Regions from separate parts of the Zea mays genome. Here all the other regions are linked to region 2. A link is a contact called in public Hi-C data. All regions are on one chromosome and are shown on one strand. Each heading gives the region's core, a stretch centred on a gene start, on an enhancer-like site or on the middle of the called end of the contact. The rest is flanking DNA. Distances are from core to core; before and after follow the strand shown.

What was found. A called contact is a pair of places that touch in the nucleus more often than the background predicts.
Region 1: a Hi-C map of endosperm shows a contact between it and region 2, with 2.3 times the contacts expected there. The contact joins the promoter of LOC100275295 here to the promoter of LOC103641176 in region 2. A contact is called at or near these places in 2 of 25 Hi-C or Micro-C datasets (ear and endosperm).
Region 3: a Hi-C map of leaf shows a contact between it and region 2, with 4 times the contacts expected there. The contact joins the enhancer-like site here to the promoter of LOC103641176 in region 2. A contact is called at or near these places in 3 of 25 Hi-C or Micro-C datasets (all in leaf).

What each region holds. Positions count from the first base shown.
Region 1 is chr10:69,469,298-69,473,617 of Zm-B73-REFERENCE-NAM-5.0, forward strand. It overlaps LOC100275295 (Methionyl-tRNA synthetase), which reads left to right and starts at 1,957. Exons shown (of 1, transcript XM_008664544.3): 1 at 1,957-2,739. The coding sequence starts at 2,239. The coding sequence ends at 2,469.
Region 2 is chr10:69,052,405-69,056,307 of Zm-B73-REFERENCE-NAM-5.0, forward strand. LOC103641176 (F-box/kelch-repeat protein At1g51550) reads right to left here and starts at 1,366. Exons shown (of 2, transcript XM_008664543.4): 1 at 592-1,366. The coding sequence starts at 1,027.
Region 3 is chr10:69,388,047-69,392,086 of Zm-B73-REFERENCE-NAM-5.0, forward strand. No RefSeq gene overlaps it. Among protein-coding and RNA genes, the nearest start is that of LOC103642497, 21 kb to the left of the region's middle. Within about 2 kb of position 1,640, at least 18 of the 20 cell types and tissues checked have an H3K27ac peak or open chromatin away from gene starts, as enhancers often do. A contact at or near this core is called in leaf, where this site is marked.

The DNA.
Region 1 (4,320 bases), core at 707-3,206, 420 kb after region 2:
CATTTTTTGCACATTGTTGTCGTGGGCGGTTTGTTTTCAAAGATCCATCCATTTCTGCATTTCCATATGCACCAAATCATGATGACGATGATAACCTCCATCCTCCAAGTTTTCGTTAGTTGCGTACGCATATGTTGTACAATTACAAAATTGATTGGAAGTGTGTGGTGGTATAACCCCTATCAGTTGGCAACATCTTTTTGCATAACTGCATTTTAGGGAGAGATGCGAGGGAGTTTCTTCTTTCTAGCGAATGCAGTTTTCGCACGTATACAAGTTAAGTTTCATGTTCCTTCTTTTGAGCATAGATCTTGTGTTCAATCTGTTTTTCAGGAACAGCCAAAAGAATACTTTGTATTTCGGTTGACGTTTTGTTTTCCACAGGCAGGCATAAGCGGGGTGGACTGCCTCGTCCCAAGCCATCTGTTTATAAACATTCGGGGCTGAGTATTGATCTGTCCCCCAGGAGAGACTAGTATACCCATATGTCTTGATGATCAGATATATGTTGTCTTTGTATGTCCTCAATCAGGATTTGGTAATGCTCATAAGCTATTTCTGACATTGGGGGTGTGAAACAATTTGTTAGTTGGCTATTTATTAGCTCTATGGGTTCTAAACAGTAGCGTTGCTATTGTTCCATAGCATATAGAACAATAAAAATGACTGTGTGGTGTGCGCCATTTATATTTATGTGTGCTAGCGCACACGCACTGAACAAAGATTTGGAGTAAGAGCGGTTGGTCGCTTTGCTCGAAAGCAACAAATCGATTACCAAGACGTTCCAACTTGAAAGAAATCAATGTCGCCTGCCAAATAATAAAATGAGCACTAGTTTATTTGAACATAGTTGTAGATGTAAACAAAATAGATTGTTGTGGAAGACCGTTTGGCTTATCCAACCAAGAGGCCGTATACTACACGAAAACCACTTTAATCAGGCCAAGATAGCCAATTATAGCTAATTAAGTATGTGTTTGGTTGGACATATAAGAAGGAATGGAAGAGAGCGGCCACATTTTTTATAGTGTTTGATGAGAGTCACGCAAGTATGAGATGAACATCGAAGTAATTTTTGGTGGTGGTGTGATCCTAAAAATCAAGTAGACGAATATCGTCCTCGTCTCATACTATTTTGACCTAAAACTAAACACATTATAAAGAAACATAAAAGCATTTCCGTGTGGCAAGTCCAATATTAGCAGGTAAGATGTGCCCCCAGATGGCCTTCCCCAAATGCATAAAATAATCACACAGTGATCATGCGGGCCTATCCATTTGTGGATATATCTTCCACCTGGGCGCCACGAATACGCAAGCAGCTACAGAGAGCTAGTAGTAGCAGCGCGCGTGCTGTGACAGCTAGCAACATGTCAAACCAAACCAAACAATGCGATAGTGGTGGGAGATAGTGCTGGAAATATGGCATGGCTTTTTGGCTAGTACGAACACGTGCACAGCCCGAAAACAGAAATCCAAAGTATGACTCAACATAAAATAATATGGATCAGGATACCATGATTGAGTGTTTGGGCTGGACCTTAAATTTTGGCCCGTCGAGCCCAGCACGGCCCAATAAAACTTAAGTTATTTAATTTCTTTAATTTAGTATGCTATCGACTTTATATTGTTATGATATTTAGAGTTTATGTAGTCAAATGATGCTAAGATTGTTTAATATCTTTAATTTAATAAGCTATTAACTTTTATTTGGTTGTAATATTTTAATTTTATATGGTCAAATATATGAGTCGGGCTTGAACCGGCACGACTCAACGAAGGCACGACGTGGTTTAGGACCGAGTTGGACTACTGTTTTTACACTTCGACCTGGCACAACACGGTCAAAAAGTTTTTTTTTTTGAGCTTTTCTAGTCTAAACTCGTTTTACACGAAACACAAATTTCTTGGATGGACCCACTCGACCCGACCCAATTCCCAACACTACAACGCGCTAGGTGCACATACACACATTGCACACTCGCTCACATGCACGACCGTCGCTAGGTAGGTATAGCTCCTGGTCTGGGATCTCCTTTCTTCCTCCCTGTGCTGTGTCCGCATCTTGTCTCCCACTCTCTTCTCCCAGCTATATCTCACTTCTCGCCTCGCTTCCCACAACCTCAAAGAACCTTCTTGCTAGCTAGCCGTTGAGGTAGAAATAAACACACAGAGAAAGAGAGGTTCACACGGCGAGGCGAGGACGACGTCGTATAGCTAGCAGGAGAAGGACATAATATGGCAAAGTCGTCAATGGCGGCGGCGTGCTGCGGCGTGGCGGAGGAGACGGTGACGGCGGAGCAGAAGGCGCCGGGGGCGTGCCCGCGGTGCGGCGGCGCGGTGGTGGCCACGGACGTGGAGAGCGTGCGGCGGGTGCTCTGCTGCCTGCCGCTGTGCGTCAAGAACAAGCGCAGGTTCTCCTGCGCCCGCTGCCGACGAAGCCTCGCCTCGCTCTACACCCACGCCTAGCTATAGCCTAGCTAGCTCCCGTTACCATTCTGAGATTAGCTTGCCCTGCTAATTAATTGAGTATTAGCAACGCAAATCAGCACTACTAGCTAGATTAGTGGAGTATGTAGTAGCAGTAGTAGCATCGTCTGTTCCCGTTCGTTGAGTTTATTTCGTCATGTCTAGCTGTTACTTTTGCTTTATTGAATGAACTGTTGATGTTGCATTGGGAGGAATAATGACGACACTCATCAGGTTTCAAGCAACTACTCATTTTTTTCTCTTGGTCTACTCGTTTTATTTATATTATCGTCAGATACACAGGAGTATGTTATTGCATCCATATTTTCTCAATATCACTATATAGAGACAGATATATACGTGGTCGTCGTGTCGTTTTCTTGCCTATCCTTTTACATAAAGTGTGTGAGAGAGAGAGACACCCAACATTCCATTAATTTGTTTTTGTGTCCAAAGTGCTCTATTGCTTGCACAGGAGTATGTTATTGCATCCATATTTTCTCAACATTCCTTTCTTGACCGCGTTTAGTTTCCGTCAAACTGCTACATGCATGTATATGTTTCCATTGATTTTTGTGGTTTTTAGATATAATAAATAAAGAAATGGTAGCATTGCACACACGGCAAGTTTTGAGTTTTCGTCACCAAAAAATAACCAAACCATATACCTGATGATTCAAATGGTGTATACATCTCAGAGTAGAACCATTAGGGCTTGTTCGGTTCTACCCAATTCAATATAGATTGAGTTGGATTGAGTGTGTTTTAATTCCTAGTAAGTCAAAATATCTCACAATTCGTATCAATCTTCTCCAATCCATGTTGATTGAACATAACCGAACAAGCAGTTATAGGGCACTGCGCCCTAAAATGAAAACATGTGTGCTAGCTTGGTTGTCTCTTTTTTATTTGCTTCGGCGTTGTTGTAACTGTGCTGTATATATTTTTTAATCTTTCGTCTACTAATATATAGAACAGAAAGCAACAGCAGCGGCAGTAAATTAACTTTAGCCGTACTCTAGGCGTAATGTGAGTTGTACGTGAAACATTTCTATTTACATATAACCTCTATCAAGCTAGGAGTCAGTTTCCTGTACCAAAGCAGAAGACCATGGAGAGAGAGAGGCATGCAATGATATGGAAGAGATTTGAGCAAACGATCTAGGTTGATCCACGCGATGATATCGGTTTCTATATAATTAATCTGCATGGCCTAGCTACCTACGCCTATATAGCCACGGAGCAGATGAGTGTAGTGTAGATTGAATATATGATGTGTTTAATTCGCTGCTTGCTTGTTATACTTTGCCACGTTAAAGATTAGATAAGTTTGATCGATTTAGACATGTGTTTAGTTTATAACTATATATAATTATGGCAAGATTTTTCTTCTCTCGTGTAGATCTCACTCATCAATATGACTTGTAAAAGTGTGGCTGATTTCTATCTAACCTTAGACATGATAAGATGTAGCAAGTGAGGTAGCGAATCAACCAGTTCCTTAGTATACAATCAAACAAGCCATTTATTCAAATATATACCTGAGCCGTATGGAGTACGGCGGGCATAAACTAACCAAATAAAGGACTAACAGCGTGGTCCTGCCAAACTAAACTGGAGTACGTAGGATTGGTCCAAAACTTTGTGCTGCCAAACATGCATGGTCGTCATTGAATAGCCCCTGCACTTGCATGTACTGTACGTGCCAGGACAATGCACATGCATGCCAACTGCCAAGTGCCGCCAGTTTTTTCACCAGCAGTTTGTATCGACTCTACCGGAATCGCGTTTTTTTGACACTCGGCAAAACTTCTTCGACAAATATTTTATCGGCAAAGAGTTATTTACCGA
Region 2 (3,903 bases), core at 116-2,615:
ATCCACATTTGTTAGATGCCATGTAGGATGTTTTGCTTATGTGGCAAAGAAATAATTAATAGAGAGAGAATGAAGTTGTAACACTTTGGTGTTATAGCTTTTGCTGGACACCTAACAATCCAGAATTAATTTCGATCATATGGACCCACTTTCACAGACATAACATAGTATTGGATACAGTAACTTGGTATCATACATTGCAGAAGTTTCTTAAGAATTTAATACTCTTCTTATGGTGTGGCAGTTTTGGATATCAAGTAAGATACCATGGATTGGGACTAGCCTAAGCATTCTAGTGTCTTTTGAACAACAACCCTGTTGTTTTCTTAAACAGACATAAACAAAACAAACAAATCAAAGCATGAACCAGACACCTGCAACAGCAACATAAATTCTGCATATAATCTGCAAACTGTAAGCAACTTATCACCCCACCAAGTCTACTGAAGTAGTCGGCCATAGGGATCGAATTTCCCCTCGTGAATCGATTCATAGAGAAGTCAACGCACAAAACAATAATCTTTTTAACCTTAGTGAACCAAATTACTACGTAGCAAGAAGGACGTGGTGAAACAATTTGGTTGTAATTACCTCCCTCGCAGCCGCCGCCGAAGAGCACGAGCCAGCCGGCGACGAGGTTAAGTGAGTGCGACGCGCGGGGCCGCGGTGAGGCGCCCCTGGCGGGGACGCGTCGCGCGGACAGCGCGCCGAGCCTGGCGACCTCGGCGTAGACCCTCCGCCACGGCGCCTGAAGGCCGCCGCCGCGGTCGCGCCGGCGCTCGGCGAGCGCAGCGGTGGCGCGGGAGCCCCAGTCGCGGCAGCACAGCGCCTCCCAGAGCGCGTCCGAGGAGGCCCAGGCCCGGAAAACGCGGCAGGTGGCGGCGAAGGACAGCACGGCCTCGGGCGGGAGCAGACGGAGGACGGACAAGACCTGGTCGTAGCCCAGCTGCACAATAGGCGGCGACGACGACGACGACGCCGTCCCCGCCTCGTCCTCCTCCATGCGCTCACCGCCGCCGCATCCCATCGCCGGCCATGGTTGTTGCCATTTTTGCGCCCTTGCCCTCCCCCTCCCACCTACGGCAACATGCTTGATGCCTTCTTGTTCCTGGTTGACTCCTCTAGGAGGTCGCCACGGCTGCTTTGTTTCTTAGGCGGTTGGATCCTGTGACGAGCGGGTTCGATGCTAGTCTTCCCTACTTGGTTTGGATGCCATGGATGATCCTGGAACGTCAAAAAGGAAGGCGAGTGGAGGGAGCGGCTGATGTGTCGGGGACACTGGAGCCGTGGGAGCTCGAACAAGCAGGCAGCTCAGAGGAGGCGAGTGGCGGGGAGAGTGTGGTAATGCTGCGGGCTTGTGCTTGTGGTGGTGGGTTGGTGGGCTGGTGGCGATGGTCACCTGCGAAAAAAACGTATTTTAAATTTTAAAAATAAAAAACGATTATTTTTAAATGTAACTCGTCGTCTTTGTCAGACCAGGGTTCATCGTCCCGTTTTCAAAATATTTTGCGCTCAACGCCGGAAACGAAATTGTTTTCAAAATTAAATTTCTTTCTGAAAACCTGGTTCATCGTCCAAAAACCGTTATTGTATTTTTCAAAATTAAAATCCTGGTTTTCGTTTTTCTCGCTGAAAACCGCCGTTCTCGATCGGTTTTTGGTTATATCTTGCCGAGAACCGCCGCTTAACGGTCTAGGTTCGGATCCACGGGTCTAGAATAAATTAAATTTATTTTAATACTAAAATATGAATTTTTGAATAAAAATATATTTTGGACTTACCAAAATATCTAGTTTTTTATACATTTTTTTCTAGATTTTTATGATTTTTAAAATTTAAAAAATTTAAACGGAATTCTTGAAATTTGCCACCGGCCGCTGTACGACGAGAACGAGAAAAAATACCGAATTTCGTCGGTTACCGCTCGAGATTTCTAACCATGGTTAGATTGATGCGCACCTGAAGCGGTTTGACATGATATTATTATGGTGGTGGCACGTCAGCAGATTGCTAATGGGTGACATGGTTGTTTCTATCGCTGTCACTTTATGTGACGTTGTAGATGACAACAACGAGTAGTCCTTAGGCGTAAACCTGCAAACACAATTTCTGAACGGTTAGATTATGATCTAACTATAAATACAACCATAAGTTGTTAGGATTTTTTTAATAAATCTACACGAGCTGATGGTGAAAAGGTTTAAATGTTAAATATGACATATGGTTAGATCTTGATCTAACGGACAAAAAGGCTCATTTAGACACTACACCTAAGAACTACTTGCACAATAGTTGTTATCCCGGATATAGACACGTTTTGGTTTTTGTGATCTATTTGTTTATAGACTAACCACGCCACAATTTATCTAGGGTTAGTTGGCTAAATTAAAATTTTAATTTTAGACAAAAAATTAGGCACATTATAGTAAATACCTTGTTCCAAACCTCGATCAAGAGCTAATTTTGCATGGGATGGTAGCAGAGTCGTATAAGTGAAATTACTATCCTTACCTTAAAGGACCCCAACTTTGCCTAGGCTTAGTTGTCAAAGTATTTCTAGCGGCAGGGCCAGCACATAGTACCCATAGAGTGACGTCTAAACTAAGCAGAATTGTGGGGCTAAATCATTTTTAAAGAGTTCATGGAAGATATCAGATTCATGAAAAATGCACTATATGTAAACATGTTAAGATCAGATTCATGGTAAATGTGTTATATGTAAGCATGTTAAGATCAGATTCATGATTTTTGCCCCCTCGTAGGATATGACCAAGATGTTTGAGGTAGGCTTAGAGTAGGAAAATATATATGGGACAAGAAATCATTTGACGATCCGAGCCATCAATGTTGTATGAACTATGCATTTATTAATAAAAATACCAAAAGTTTCAAAGACAAATATTAAGATGAATCTGTCTAGGACCTAAAGTATCTATAATTCATCTACTATTATAAAAAAGATGAATTACTTGGTTGGGAAGAAAGGGTAACAGCCGAGTTATGGGTCGCTTGATGTGTGCTCTGGTTGATGAGTCTCTTCAGGATACAACAATCTTTGGTGATGTGACATCCCCCTTGTGATATGTATATGGAGTCTCTAGGAATAGTTGTGGTGTGGGTCGTCACCGAGGCACCGTCTTTTTAATAGAATCCTAAAAATCGACCTTTCGCTTCAAGGTGTGTAGGGATTTGTTAGGGGCACTCTTTGGCCGAAGGTCCTTAAACTATTAACTTATCAGTTATTACTAAGTCTGTTTAAGGTGTAACAGGGTAATAGCCGAATGACATCTTCGTTTAGAGATGGTGTGTAGTCATCACAATTGCAAAGATGAAGCTACAAGCTTCGATCCAATGGCACAAGTGCATGACGAAGAAGCCAGTAAGAGCAAGGTGAAATCCTCAAGACTTGATCAACAAGACTACAATGGGAAAAGACAACAGTGCCCTTAGTCGATTTCATAGTTCATATGTATATATCTATGGACATGATTGTAATTTTCATGAAGTTGTACCTCATGATTATAAATAGAGGAACAGTGTTATGCATAGGACATTTTTTGGGCCAGAGACGAACCGAATCGCTCTGTTTATGAAGTTGTTTTGTTCGTTTACCTTCAAATTGCTTTCTATAAAGCCAAAGGTATAACTGTAATTATTTTTGTTAATAAAGAAATGAAGAAGAATCATATTTATATGTTCGAGATGAGTTGTTTATTATTGAAAGGGAATTAGGCTTACACATTTTTCCTAATTGATTTTGGTGGTTGAATTGCCCAACACAAATATTTGGACTAACTAGTTTGCTCTAGTCTATAAGTTTTACAGGTGCCAAAGGTTCACAACAAGCCAATAAAAAGACCAAAGATGAGTTCAAATAAAGAGAGCTAAAGACATCCCAAAAGG
Region 3 (4,040 bases), core at 390-2,889, 340 kb after region 2:
CTTCCATGCGCCTCATCCTGCGGTACCTGTTCTTGACCTGTGGGGGGTGTGAGACAGCAAGGGTGGGTGGGAGCTCATGTGAAGTGTAAGGCTTACCAAAGAGCATGGCTAAAGCTGAGCATTGTTTTTAAAGTTGGTCAAAATTTTATTAGCATTTACTAAGTATAAGTAGATACCGACCCAATTAAGTAAGAGATCAAAATTGATAACAACACCCACGATGCAATGCATATGACAGATTAAGTTTAGTTCCATAAGTTAATCATGTGAGTGTCCGAGCCACTCATGACCGTGAGCATGGTTGATATACCAGTTTTACACTCTGCACAGGTTGCACATCTTTACCCACAAGTCATGTTACCCATCTGCCAAGTGGTCATGAATCCCATACACCTCTACCAAGGAAGCGAGACAGGGTAACACTACGAGGCCTTTACAAAGTTCCACTAGCTTCAGAAAACCCGCTACAATTTCTAGGAAGTCCCAATGCAGGGATACCTCGCTTGACCACCATCGCAGCAGAATCAACCCGAGGACCTCCCTACACCAACCACTCCCCTACTACCCTTCCCCCTTTCGGGTAAGGTAGTCCTCCACTAGCTTTCCTAATAAGGGCATCCCATACCACCCTTGTGGTAGCACTGTTTTCCCGGGTGGTTCTCCATGTTCCAATTAACAATATGATCTTATCATGAACAATAATTAAATAACAACATATTTGGAACATGATCATAATAAACATTAGTTTCCCAAAACTAGGTAGACAAATAGCAAATCTACCCAATAATTCATCTGTCAGCAAGGTGAGGGATAAACAATGCTAGAGAAAACCTATTAGGTCCCATCAAATTAACCTGAGCATGTCACAATGATTAATAGTGAACATTATTAGGTAAAAAGGAGTGATCAAGGGCACAACTTGCCTGAGACTCAAGATTCCCAGGTATCAGGATGATCTTCGGATGACTCGTAACGTCGCGCTAGTCATAGCAATACAAACAAACAGGGTATATGCAAAATTAACATCACACCAAACACAAGAATAAACTGCATAAGAATATTCTACGCGTCGTAACAAGATCATGGGCTCAAAAATCACTAAATTCGGAGCTACGATTTAAAAGATATGATTTTCTAAAGGTTTAGGAGTCAGGTCCAAAAGAAATTAAGTACATAATTTTAATTTAGGTTTCATAACAAAATAAAGTTACCAGGGAATAAACAATATTAGTATGGATTTAATGCAACTGGAATGAATCAATTTGGAGTTAAAACGAATTAAATATGAACTAAACAAGTTTTAGGAATTATTTTTAAACTAAAAATCATTTTTCTAAATTATTTTATCCCTTTTATCCATCACCTGTGCCGCGACCACCATTTACTAGAAGCACAGGGTTGATTCTGCAAATTCTAGGACTACCTTTTGATAGTTTTATAACAGACCGAGGCTGCGGGTTGATTCCCGGAAACTCAAGGGGCTCTTATGTAAAATGCCCAGCAATGAAGGGGTACCTTGATCCTAGGCCCTAGGATCAGAGATCACCGGTTATAATTATAATACTAAAGGGTACGAGACGACAACCTCCGGATTGAAGTTCTACGATCCATATTCAGCATAACCACACTCTATTCATGTTCGCCCGATCACAAATCTACGGTCCAGAACCCATCACGCGAAGGAGAATATGGTTGTCTAATCATGACCGTCCCCAGACCGATCAATGGCACCCATGGATCTTCTCCACCAGGTTACCCTGTACGCGGCGGCGCCCAGCGCCCTCCGGCGGTGATCACACTGGAGACACACGACTAGGCGTGAATGGTGGCCACACTATACACGGATAAGTCCTATACGACTGGAATGCTCTTGCGAACACAACTAAACGCTTATCCCTAGCAATGGTGAAGAGGGGTAGCCAGGACTCGACGCAAGGCAACCCGCGGGGTGAAGAACTCCGGCCAGCAATTACTGGCCGACATGCGACAAACACATTACTCCGTGGGGTTCTACAAATTCTAGGAGGGTAAAGCAATTAATTCAGGCGATAAATTACCCTATGTCGAGGTGTCGATGGAGTGGTCCACGCCACGCAGCGGTCGCACGGCGAAAGGCCAACCTCAGCGAGAAATCTAGCCTTTCTCGGCCGCCCGACCATCCTGTAGTGACCATCACTGCTATCCTGGTGCCGCAACGAAACCCTTGGAGTCCCGCCCTTGCCCTTGGCGATGGTCGAGAAGAGAGGCGACGTCGGCGACCAAATCTTTCTCCTCTTCTTTTCTTCTCTTCGACGATGGTGTTCCTTTGCGCAGGAGCTGGGTATGACTATGGTCACAAGCGACCAGAGATTTATAGCGGAGGAAGGCCGGGCCTGCGGGGTTGGTCGCAACGGCCCTGCGGTTTCCCCGGCGATGGAAATCACCGGCACCCGCGCGCACGGGCCGTTGTTGAGGAAGGCAGGGGAAGTGGGTCGGCTGACCGTTGGGACCCATGCCAAGGTGCCCGTGAGGTCAGGCAGGGTTGCCCCACACGACAGCGAGTCATCCGCACGACGAGCGCCCAGGTCAATTGGTGTCACGGGCGCGAAGTTGGGAAAAGGGGCTACCGTGGCGGCCCACACGTCAGCATCGCGCAGGTAGCCTGGCCGCGTGCCTGTGCTGCTGGGCCAATATCCCCCGTCATGGCCCAACCTGGAATAGTTCCCTTTTTCTTTTTTGTTTTGAATTTCTTTCTCAATTCAGAAATCTAGTATTTGAATTTAAATTTGTTTGTGAGTTTCACACACAGGTTAAGTGCATAATTAAAAATACCAGTATGCGAGGATATATTTATTTATATATCATTATTATTTCCCCTACAATACATATTTTCTTCCTTTTTCAAATTTTAATTTCCTAATTTAAGCTTGTCTCATCCTTTGAATACAAATACAAGAATGCCAAAACTTCATCATGGGGTGTATATTTCTGTATTTAGTTATTTTATGATTTGGCTAGCTTAATTCCATTTAATTGAACATTTACAAGCAAAAGAAACCAATTAATATCCAAAGGGTTTAAAAAATCCCTAAAACACTATCTTAAATATATTCACTTTGTTATTTTTCCCTTCTACCAATTTTGGGCTTTACATTTGTTGACCGCGATGTTGGTGGCGTCCTCGTCGGAGGAATCGGTGGAGCTCTCGTCGGAGTCCCATTCCCGTCTCATGTGCGCCTCGCCACCCTTCTTGTTGTAGTATTTCTTCTTCTCCATCTTATTCTTCCCTTTCTTATCGTCGTCCCTGTCACTATCACTTGTATTTGGACTTTTAGAAATATAGTGATCGGGCTTACCACACCGGTAGCAAACCCTCTTGGAGCGAGGTTTGTAGTCCTTCCCCTTCCTTTGCTTGAGGATTTGTCAGAAGCTCTTAATGATAAGAACCATTTCGTCGTTGTCAACCTTGGAGGCATTAATTGGGAGCCTATTTGTTGGTGTAAGCTCTTCCTTCTTTTCTTCTGTTGCCTTGAATGCAACGGGTTGCACCTTGGGTGTGGAGGTGGTGCCTTGCTCCATGTTGACAATGTGTTTGGAGTCTTTGATCATAAGTTCAAAGCTCACAAACTTGTCAATCACCTCCTCGGGAGACATTTGCTTATACCTTGGATCCCCATGAATTAATTGCACTTGAGTGGGGTTACGAAAAACAAGAGATCTTAGAATAACCTTGACCATTTCAGGGTCATCCCACTTGGTGCTCCTGAGGTTGCGAACTTGGTTCACCATTGCCTTGAGCCGGTTGTACATGGCTTGTGGCTCTTCTCCTGGGTTGAGGATGAACCGACCGAGTTCTCCCTCGATCGTTTCCCGCTTGGTTATCTTTGTCACTTCATCCCCTTCATGCGCCGTCTTGAGGGTATCCCAAATTTCTTTGGCACTCTTCAACCATTGCACCTTGTTGTACTCCTCTCTACACAAGGAAGCGAGGAGTATGGAGGTGGTTTGGGAGTTGAAGTGCCTCACTTGGGTGGCTTCATCGGAGTCGTAGTCCTCATCGC